Regions from separate parts of the Muntiacus reevesi genome. Here region 1 is linked to region 2. Evidence: chromatin contacts called from public Hi-C data. All regions are on one chromosome and are shown on one strand. Each heading gives the region's core, a stretch centred on a gene start, on an enhancer-like site or on the middle of the called end of the contact. The rest is flanking DNA. Distances are from core to core; before and after follow the strand shown.

Region 1 (4,892 bases), core at 1,615-4,114, 480 kb before region 2:
TATGGAGACGCTTCAAGTTCTGTCCTCTGTCACAGAGCATATACTGAAGGGTGAACAGGAGCTGAGGGGCAATGTATTGATAATAGGCAAAGTGTTTACCAGAGTCTAGATGTATTTGTCAAAGATAAATGTATTTAGGGAGCTATATTGATACAGTGGCAAAACGAATCCGTATCAGGAAGTCATGTCAGTAATGGACAAATACAATTAAACAACAATTTTAAAAATGACTGGACAATAGGGGTATTCAGATACCCTATTTTTTCTAATTTTATTTTAGTATTCTTTAAAAAATTGAGGTGTGTCATACATATAGTAAATTGCACAAATCATAAATGTATACTATTTTGAGTTTTAACATATGTATACACAAGTAAAACTACAACCCAGATTAAGATAGAATCTTCCCACCACTCAGGAGGATACCTTATTCCTCCACCCAGCTAAAATTCTCCCACCCCTACCAGAAGTAGGCACTAATGTGGCCTCTGTTACTTGTTCAGGAACTTCATGAAACTGGATTCACAAAAGTCATCTGTTGTGTCTGGCCTCTTTTGTTCAAAATGATATCTTTGAGATTCACTCATCTTGCTTCATATATCAGTATTTCTTTTGGCATAGCATTCTATTATATGAATATACCACAATTTATTTTTCTATCCTATTGATAGACATGCGGGTTTTTCCTAGTTTTTGACTATTATGAGTAAAGCTGCTATGTGAAGCTGTGCACTCAGCTGTTTCAGGTATATATTCAGAAGTGCAATTACTTGGTCCTTGGAACATGCTTTGGTAGTGAGCCATGTTTAGCTTTAATAGATACTGCCAAACATTTTTCTAAAGTGTTTGAACCAATTTCCACTCCTACCAAAACATATGAGAGTTCCAATTGCTCCATATTGTTGCCAGTAGTTGGCCAATCTTTTGTTTTTAGCTATTCTTGAGGGTAGTATTTTTAATAATTAAGATTAATTAGAACTATACAATTATATTCATATCAATTTTTATAATCTTAACTATATAATATTTATCATCTTCATGTATTTCTCATGTTCCTCTTTGATAAATAGAAAGAACTTGTTTCCTTCAAATGTTATCTGAAATTTCAAAGTATAAATAGCAGAAATGGTAGCTTTTGAAATATGCTCTCAGTTTACATATACTTCCACGTTATAATTGGAGAGGCAATGGCACCCCACTCCAGTACTATAGCCTGGAAAATCCCATGGACGGAGGAGCCTGGTGGGCTGCAGTCCATGGGGTCGCTAAGAGTCGGACACGACTGAGTGACTTCACTTTCACTTTTCACTTTGATGCATTGGAGAAGGAAATGGCACCCCACTCCAGTGTTCTTGCCTGGAGAATCCCAGAGACGGGGGAGCCTCGTGGGCTGCGGTCTATGGGGTCGCACAGAGTCAGACACGATTGAAGCGACTTAGCACCAGCCACATTATAATATCCATCAGCTCTTTACTAAGCTTTTCGAGAATATTATAATAAATGCTTGCTCATTCACATAGCATATAACATTCTTTTTGACTCCACAGCAGTTATTATGATTATCAATTATCATTGTAAAATATGGCAAGGGAAAAACTCTGAACATGTGAGCCTTTTGCCTGATTAGGGCCTCTAAACATAACTGGGATTTCTATGTAATCATTACCTTTTCAGAGTAATTAAGTAGTATGGTGTTTTTAAGAGTATAGTACAGGAGTCACACAGCTCAGCCACAGTCCTGGCTCTGCTAGGATATTCAATAAGAAAGTTTTCTGTGTCTTTATTTCCTAATTTACAAAATGGAATAGAAAACACCACCAGGCTATGTCAAGGGCAAGGAGCTTAACCTCTCTATCCCCCAGTGTTCTCAGCTGTAAAATGGGGCTAACAATAGGATCATTGAGTATCACATTGTTAAAATACATACATATGTAAAACACGGCATAGTGCCGGCAACTTAATAAATGCTATGTTAATATTTATGTATTTATCAATTAAACTGAAGAGCTGTAAAGGGCCGTGTAGTCCCAAACAGCAATTAATATATTTCTCAATCCCAGACAGACTCCTGAATTTTTAAAATTTCTCCCACTCTTCTCTCTATTATTGAAAACAGCGAAGTCAGAAGAATCAGGACCAGACCTGGCTCTCAACTACTTTTCCTTTTGTTGTGAAAGGAAAAATATACTCCAGAAACAGTATATTATAAACTATAAAGGACTTTGATACTAATGCCGTTAGATTCATCTTCCACATCCCTTTAGTAACTCAGAAGAGCGTTTTCTCCACTCCAGCCACTTCACCGCCACACTCCCTCGGCTTTCCCTGCCTCTTCCCCGACCTCAAAGCCTTTTTCTCCTCAATGCCTTTTCCCATCTGCGAGAAAAGTTCCCTGGCACCAAAGACAGTGGGCAGTCAATTACGACCACTGGTACAGACTCCAGCTAGGTCCAGGGAAGTTGGGAGGAAAAAGCAGCAACCTTCGGTGTCCTGAACACCTCAGGGCCAGCCAGCCCACTTCCCCATCTAGTTCGCTCTCTCTGCGCCCCGCCCGCCCGAAGTGAAAGTAAAAGTCGCTCAGTCGTGTCCGACTTTTCGCGACCCCATGGACTATACAGTCCACGGAATTCTCCAGGCCAGAATACTGGAGTGGGTTGCCTTTCCCTTCTCCAGAGGCTCTTCCCAACCCAGGGATCGAACCCAGGTCCTCCCACATTGCGGGCGGATTCTTTACCAGCTGAGCCACAAGGGAAGCCCGAGCCCCAGGGCATTTCGGGAACTGTAGTTTCCGAAGGCCCGGTTCAGTTGGCGCATGCGTTCCGAGGACTTGCCAACCCACAGAAAAGGTTCCGGATGAGGAAGTGGCCGGTGATGCCACGCGTTCTGCGGTCTGTGGGCCTGGACTTCTGGGTATTGTAGTCGGTGGAGGCGGGCGCCGTCGGTAAGGAGACGTAGCTTTCCTTGGGGTTTGCTACTGCAGTTGCTTCCCGGAGGGATACGCCGGGTCAGTCGGTAGTTCTCTCATCACCGCGCCACTCCGAGGCCAGGAGGCGCTTTCCTTTTACCTCGACTTTCTTTCTCCGTGGCTGTATGCGCCGCGCTCTGCAGTCCATTTCCCTGCCAAGCTCTCTCCCTTTCCTAGCCATCTCCAAAGCCTGGGCGTAGCGGGGACTCGCACTCTGGGAGAGACAGGGCCGCGACCTTTTCAAATCCGGCCCCTGCCCGGCGGAGACTCCTCATTCCAGGCTCACGTCGGTTTCGCTCACTGCCCTTTCACCCAGACTCCTCGGCACCACAGCTCTCACGCTCTTTCCACTCTTTTTTTTTTCCTCTGCAGGGATGGAAGCTTCCTGGCGCCAGGTGGCCGGTGGTCGAGGCCGAGCCCGAGGACGAGCCACTGCGGCCCCCTCCTCAGGAAATGGAGTCCATCTCCGCGGCGCCGGAGGAGGGCGAGAGAAGGGGTCGGTGGGCGCTGCTGGTCCTGGCCTCAGCCTCGGAGGAGCGGCCACCCCTGCGGCTGCAGGTACCTCAGCGCGGCGCAGCCCCGCGGGGTCTGAAGCGCCGCAGACTTCCGTGGCCGGTGGTGAGAATGGCTTCTGTTCTCGGGCTCACCTGAATGCCCGCCGCCTAAGGCGCTGCCTAGTCCGAGCTGCCTCCGCGTTCACTTCTTTCCTTCTCCTTCGGGAGTTTATAACTGGCCTCGCTTCTCAAGGCTTTCAGGCAGCTGCTCATTCTAGGCCGATTCCCATCACACCTTATTCATCATCAGTTTAATTGATACTAATCTTTGTTATTTCTCCGTCCAGTAGTCTTCCCTTCACTCTTGTCTATTGAATCCCCAAGGTTGCAAATCGTAGCCCAGCGGTTTGATTTAGCTTGTAGTTTGGTTAACACAGTGCGTTAAATCTGAATTGATTGCCGGCAGTTTTTTGGTTTTTCTTTTTAAAATTTCATAAAAATCCTGGTTAGCAACTTTTCTTCTAAAACACCGTGGCTTTGGTACTTTTATGCGTGGCAACAGTCGGCTGGGCCGAGTTACAGAAATCCCTTTTAGATTGGATTTAGGCTTTCCGCTTCGCATTTTGTTTCCTACTTCTGGGGCTGGTTGTCATTTTCCATCTTTGTTTGGTTGCTTAGTTTGGTGACTTTAATTATCTATGTCCTGTTCGCACTTGTGTTTGTGGTGGTTTTCTACTGTGGTCACAAATTTCATGTCCTTTCCTGGATGTATCTGGTGTGGCCTTCGCCAGCTTGTCAATATCCTTCACCCAGGGCAGTGGGCAGGAGTTGGAGCTGACTCTCAGGGATAGTGAAGGACAGGGGAGCCTGGCAGTTCATGGGGTCCCAAAGAGCTTAGGGACTGAACGACAGAGCAGTGTTGTGGTGGAGTCTAAGTGCACACATGCAGCTTTCAGTTCTCCACAGTGAAAGAGTGCAGGGGTGTAAAGGAATAATCCCAGAAATCATTTTATTGTTGTCTTTTTCAAAATATATTTTTTTTGAGTGGAGGAGCAAATTGAGCTTCTGAATGTTTCACCCCCTCAGCTAATTTTAAAGTTAGGTGATATTCTGAGTTTATGATAGTGGTGAGTTACTGAGTATAATATTGGCGGTAGTGAGGTATGCAAGAGGGAGACATGTGAACAGTTTTGGTAAACTTCCTTGGATTTTGTGGATAGAGAAAAGCATCCTTCAACTGGATAATTGAGACTTGGCTGTAAGAAATAATATATGGGAAGTTTGGTTTGTCAACTGTCTTTTAGATGATCTGATCTGGGTCTGTTGATCAGGTTATGAATGTTTTTATTATATCTGCTTCAACCTTTAAAAAATTTTGAGTCATATATCTTATATAAATTAGTTTTCTACTAGCACTCAAAGATTCCTCTGTA
Region 2 (4,902 bases), core at 577-3,076:
CTGTAGCCTAACAGGATCCTCTGTCCATGGGATTTTCCAGGCAAGAATACTGGAATGGGTTGCCATTTCCTTCTCCAGGTACAGTAAGAACTAGAAAGTGGTAAATTTTGAAAGAGAAGACAGCCATGAAATTCAAGAGGTGGCCATAAAGTAGAGAAAGAGCCTTCGTGCTAACCTTTGAAGGATGTCATTGAGTAGTTCTTTTTCTGTGTAAGCCACACATGGAAATACTTCCCGGTGGTGCTTGAGCAGCTTGCTCCACTTTTGCTATTGTTTAGAGTGTTAAATCGTGTTTCTGTCTCTCATTTACTGTGATCCTGGAAACTTCCAGCTCACAGAGGCTATCTTATTTATTACCGAATTCTCCAGCATCTAAGTGAACTAAAAGCTATAATGGGAGTAATCACAGGCGCTCTGGCTTTCAGGTTTAGTACAACTTTGAGTCTGGCTCTAGAATCTGATTTCATTTACTTCAGGCTGAGCTCTTAGCTCGGGTTTTGGGGGGACCTAAAAGGGTTGACATAAAATACAAGATGCCTGGTTAAATTTGAATTTCAGATAAAGAATACTTTTTTTTGTTAATCAAATGCTACTTTATACTAATTTATGAATTATGCTTTGAAATTCTCTAAGTCATATGTGGATAACTTCATATTAATAAAAATAATATGTATACATGGAAAGATTGGAAATTTCCTTCAATAACTTTATTCTTTATAAAACATATAAATAAAACTTTTCAACTTCTAAAGGATTACCACGTTTAAGAAGAAGGTATATTGCTACCGCCATTCTAGATTATGGGAATGCATCCCATTCTTTCATCTTCCAATCCTAGTGGCAAAGTGGGACCTGATCTGAAGTTGGATTGCGACGTGAGTGCCAGGGACAGACACATAAAGACGTGAACAGACCTTCAGGAAAGGGGCGGAGCGGAGGCCAAGCGTCTCGCACTGGGCACATCTTTCCCGACCACATTAGCCAAGGGCCTGGCCGGGGATCCTCGGTCTCCACCTCGGCAGTTTGTTCTTCGGGACTAAGGCCTAAACCTGAGTTATCAAAATAGCGAGTTGGAGGAGGTACTGGCAGAGACTTTAACCGGTTATCAAAAACCCAAGATTTCGGCGACTCCTAAATCTGACAACCCTAGTAACCTCTCTGGTCTTGTTATTTGGCAATAAGGATGAAAATAGTAACTTCATAGGATAATCTATAAAGAACCTCGCGCATGGTAGGAGGCGAATCGACCTTCCAAATGAGGATACTTTCCAAATCAATTTGCCTTTCAAATCAGGAGGCTTAAAACTCACTCCAAACCTCCAGGCACCCCAAAAGTAGTTACCCTTATTTTGCGTTCTAAGTGTGCAGAGAAAGTTTAATACAACTTTGAATAAGGTTGCCAAATTGCTCTGAGAGATTTGCGAACGCACCTCCACTGTAACACCAGAAGGGTGTTTAACCAAAGTCGCCAAGAGGCGGAAAAGCTCTGCCTTGCTGACGGAGAAAGCGAAGCCTCCATCTCTGCGCACGCGCACAAGGCTCGGCGCCTCCGAGCCCGCCCCGCCCGCGCGGCCCGCTGGTCACGTGGGCGAGCCGAGGCCCTGAGGACGCCGGGGCCGGTCACGTGGGCGGGCCGAGGCCCGGAAGACGCCGGGGCCGGTCACGTGGGCGAGCCGAGGCCCTGAGGACGCCGGGGCCGGTCACGTGGGCGAGCCGAGGCCCGGAAGACGCCGGGGCCGGTCACGTGGGCGAGCCGAGGCCCGGAAGACGCCGGGGCCGGTCACGTGGGCGAGCCGAGGCCCTGAGGACGCCGGGGCCGGTCACGTGGGCGAGCCGAGGCCCGGAAGACGCCGGGGCCGGTCACGTGGGCGAGCCGAGGCCCTGAGGACGCCGGGGCTGGTCACGTGACCCAGCCCCTAGCCTCCCGCAGGGATGGAGCCGGAAGAGGGGACGCCCCTGTGGCGGCTGCAGAAGCTCCCCGCAGAGCGGGGTTTGCAGGTGAGGAGCGCGCCGGGGTCGGCTGCGCGGGCCGGGCTCCTGGGAGGCCTGGCGTCAGGGATAGGCCTCATCCCGCCGCCTGTGGGAGGCTGGCGCCGGCTGCCGGGGAGGGGAAGGGGACCGGGTGTGATGTGGGGTGCTCCCTCGCCCCACCCCCGTGTTCCCTGGAGAGTGGAGAAGTCCGAGGCTGGGGGCGCCTCCGCCGTGCTCCGGCTTCCGGCGGCCCCTGCAGGGGATTTGCACGCAGGCGCCCGCCCGGCCGCGCCCGCACCCTAGCGGGGACCACGTCTCCGTCCGGGAGCGGCCGGGACCAGTGACCCTGGGCGGGGGAGTGCGCAGTCGCCAGCGTGAAAGCTGGAGGGGTTGGTTTACAACCTCTGGTACACGTTTCATTCGTTCATCCGCTGTTTCAGCAACAAAACCGCACAGCATTCCCTATGCACCAGGAACAGCGGTGCTAGGTGACGGGAATACCTTGGTGACCTAGAGAGGCAGGCCGTAATTCTTTGTGGGCGGCAAAAAAAAATGCTAAGTGTTACCCCAAACTGGGAGGCTTGCAGGTAGGGTGGTCCAAGGTGGACCTTACTTCAACACGTGACATATACGTTGGCGCCTGTAGTCTAAGAAGGAACCTAGTTTATGAGAATCTGGAAAAAAGCAGCCTTTTTCACTTGTTCAGCCAACTCTTCACTGAACTATGTGCTTAATGCTCTATGGGATAAGGTAAAATGGTGAATGAGACAGCCCGTACCCTGGTGGACCTTGTCAACTAATGAGGAAACCAAACTGAGTAAATGGAAACTGGATGAATGAGTTATCCAATGATCAGTTTGTAGGAGGGGTAGCAACTCTGGTTAGAAGGGGCCAGGAAACGTTTTCCAGAGCATCTGCCTAGGTTTCTAGGTTGAGTTCCTGAAGGATGAATAGGAACCAGATGGGCTGGGGGGAGAGTGTTTCAGGCCAAGGGACACAGCACTTATGAAGACTGGGAGAAAGGCGGCCCCGGGGAGCCTCAGGACCTGCTGTAGTTTTAGAGGCCAGAGTTCAGAGTGAGAAGTAGAGCAGGGAGACTGTGGCTGAACAAGTGAGAAGCAGCCAGGAGCTTCTGTGTACTGTACTCCTGGGTTTAGCCTTGATACCAAAGGTGCTGGCAGTTTATAATTGTTTTTGACAGCAGCACATTTTAGTTTGAAGGGTGAGAGAAATGTGGAGACAGTAAATACATAACAACGAAATTTTGTCTGTTGAACTGTGAAAGGAAGAACACCCAATGGTCACTGTAAGAGGGGAATCTAACTGAGAAGTGTTTTTTCTCCCCGAACTTTCAAGTTAAAAAACCCTTGGCGCCCCAAGTATGAGACTCGAAAGAAATTTGCCAGCCCTGTAAAAAAAAAAAGGCAACCTTTTCAGCCGGAGCTCCAGGAGCTGTGGTCCTTTGCCCTCTGACTTCAGAGAACTGACTTTGTGTTATAATTAATATGTTACTGTGCTTACTCCCATCTTTTTCTGTTCCCCAGCAGTTCCAGCCTAATCAAGTCTTCCTTGAACACAACTTCCTAATTGGTCCTCTTGCCAATAGTCTCTCTCCTTCTGAACTCCTTCAGGGTAGATACTTTGTTTATATACCCGGTTCTTGAGAATTATGTCTGGCCCCAGGTGGGTTCTTAAGCAGTGTTTACTAAAGGAAGGAGTCGATTAATGTTTACTAAATTCAACTTTATCATTGCGACCAAGATCTGGATCCCAGGTTCTGGTGGGCCGGCTTTTAGTTTCTATGATATGTAATTCTGAATAAATCCCAAATCTGTTTCATTTACAGTGGATGAAGGTTGGAGACGAGGGCTTAGCCTGCTAATGTGATAGAGGGCTATGTGGTAGGCAGCTTTTATAAGCCCCAAATCTCTGCCTTTCTTTTTTCGTTGTTCCATTTATAATGGAAATAGTGTGGAGGAGATAGTAATAAACTTACTTACCTTGCTAGGATAAAAAAAAAAAAGATCTTTTCTTTGACTTTACAAATGAGAAAACTGAAATGTCTGTAGAGGGTTTGGGTCACGTACCCAAAGTTGTCAAACTAGTGAGTGGTAAAGTGGAAACAGATGCTCAGATCTGTTGACTCTGAGTCTTGTATTAGCTTTCTGCTCCTGTCTTCATCCTACCTACATACTACTTAGGTAGGCCCATAACCTTCACTCTGAATCTCTGGATCTAAAAATCTCTTCTGAGTATCAGGCTTCTGCTTAGATACACCCACAGGTACCTCAAATTCAGTGTATACTTGGCTTAGCTCCTTGTCCTTCTCCCTGACTTTCTCCTTCTGTGGCTGTAGCCTCAAATTTGGTTTGTGATACCACCACTTCCTGTCATTCACCCTGAGATTCTGAGTATCATTCTTTTCAGACCTCCTTTACCTCTCTGCTGTCTCCAGTTTGAGTGTCCCTAACAATTTATCATCTCCCTTTTAATCTCTTGCTGGTAAGTAAATGGAAGTAGGGGGGTCTTTGGACTCACCCTCTTGCCCGTTTCTTTCCTTATATCTCCTGACCTGCTGGCAGATTTATGGAACCATAATGCAGATGTGTGACTAGGTTGCTTACCTGTTGAACACAGATCGAAGTCTGGGCTCTTCTGCATTGTGTACGAGGCCCGCTGTGGTTCGGTCTCTGCCAGCTCCTGGCCTTGTCTGCTGCCATCTCCCAAATCGCGCCTGTGGTTTTACACTTTCACCCTGTCAGCACACAACTGTTGTGACTAGAAATACCCTGCTCCTGTTTGGCCAACTGTTCATTCTTTTAAGACATACTTTTCCCTTCTGTGCTCCTTTGTACCCTCTGTAAACTTTAATTATAACTCCTATCATCCTAAATTGTATATACTTACTGATTATATTAGTTTCCTCTGATG

Evidence for each region. Hi-C and Micro-C count contacts between places; a contact is called where the count stands out from the background.
Region 1: a contact with region 2 is called in a Hi-C map of blood, with 5 times the contacts expected there. The contact joins the promoter of NFXL1 here to the promoter of COMMD8 in region 2. A contact is called at or near these places in 2 of 3 Hi-C or Micro-C datasets (blood and muscle).

What each region holds. Positions count from the first base shown.
Region 1 is chr16:62,287,895-62,292,786 of mMunRee1.1, reverse strand. It overlaps NFXL1 (nuclear transcription factor, X-box binding like 1), which reads left to right and starts at 2,864. Exons shown (of 23, transcript XM_065907368.1): 1 at 2,864-2,941; 2 at 3,338-3,523. The coding sequence starts at 3,340.
Region 2 is chr16:61,809,936-61,814,837 of mMunRee1.1, reverse strand. It overlaps COMMD8 (COMM domain containing 8), which reads left to right and starts at 1,826. Exons shown (of 5, transcript XM_065907445.1): 1 at 1,826-1,998. The coding sequence starts at 1,933.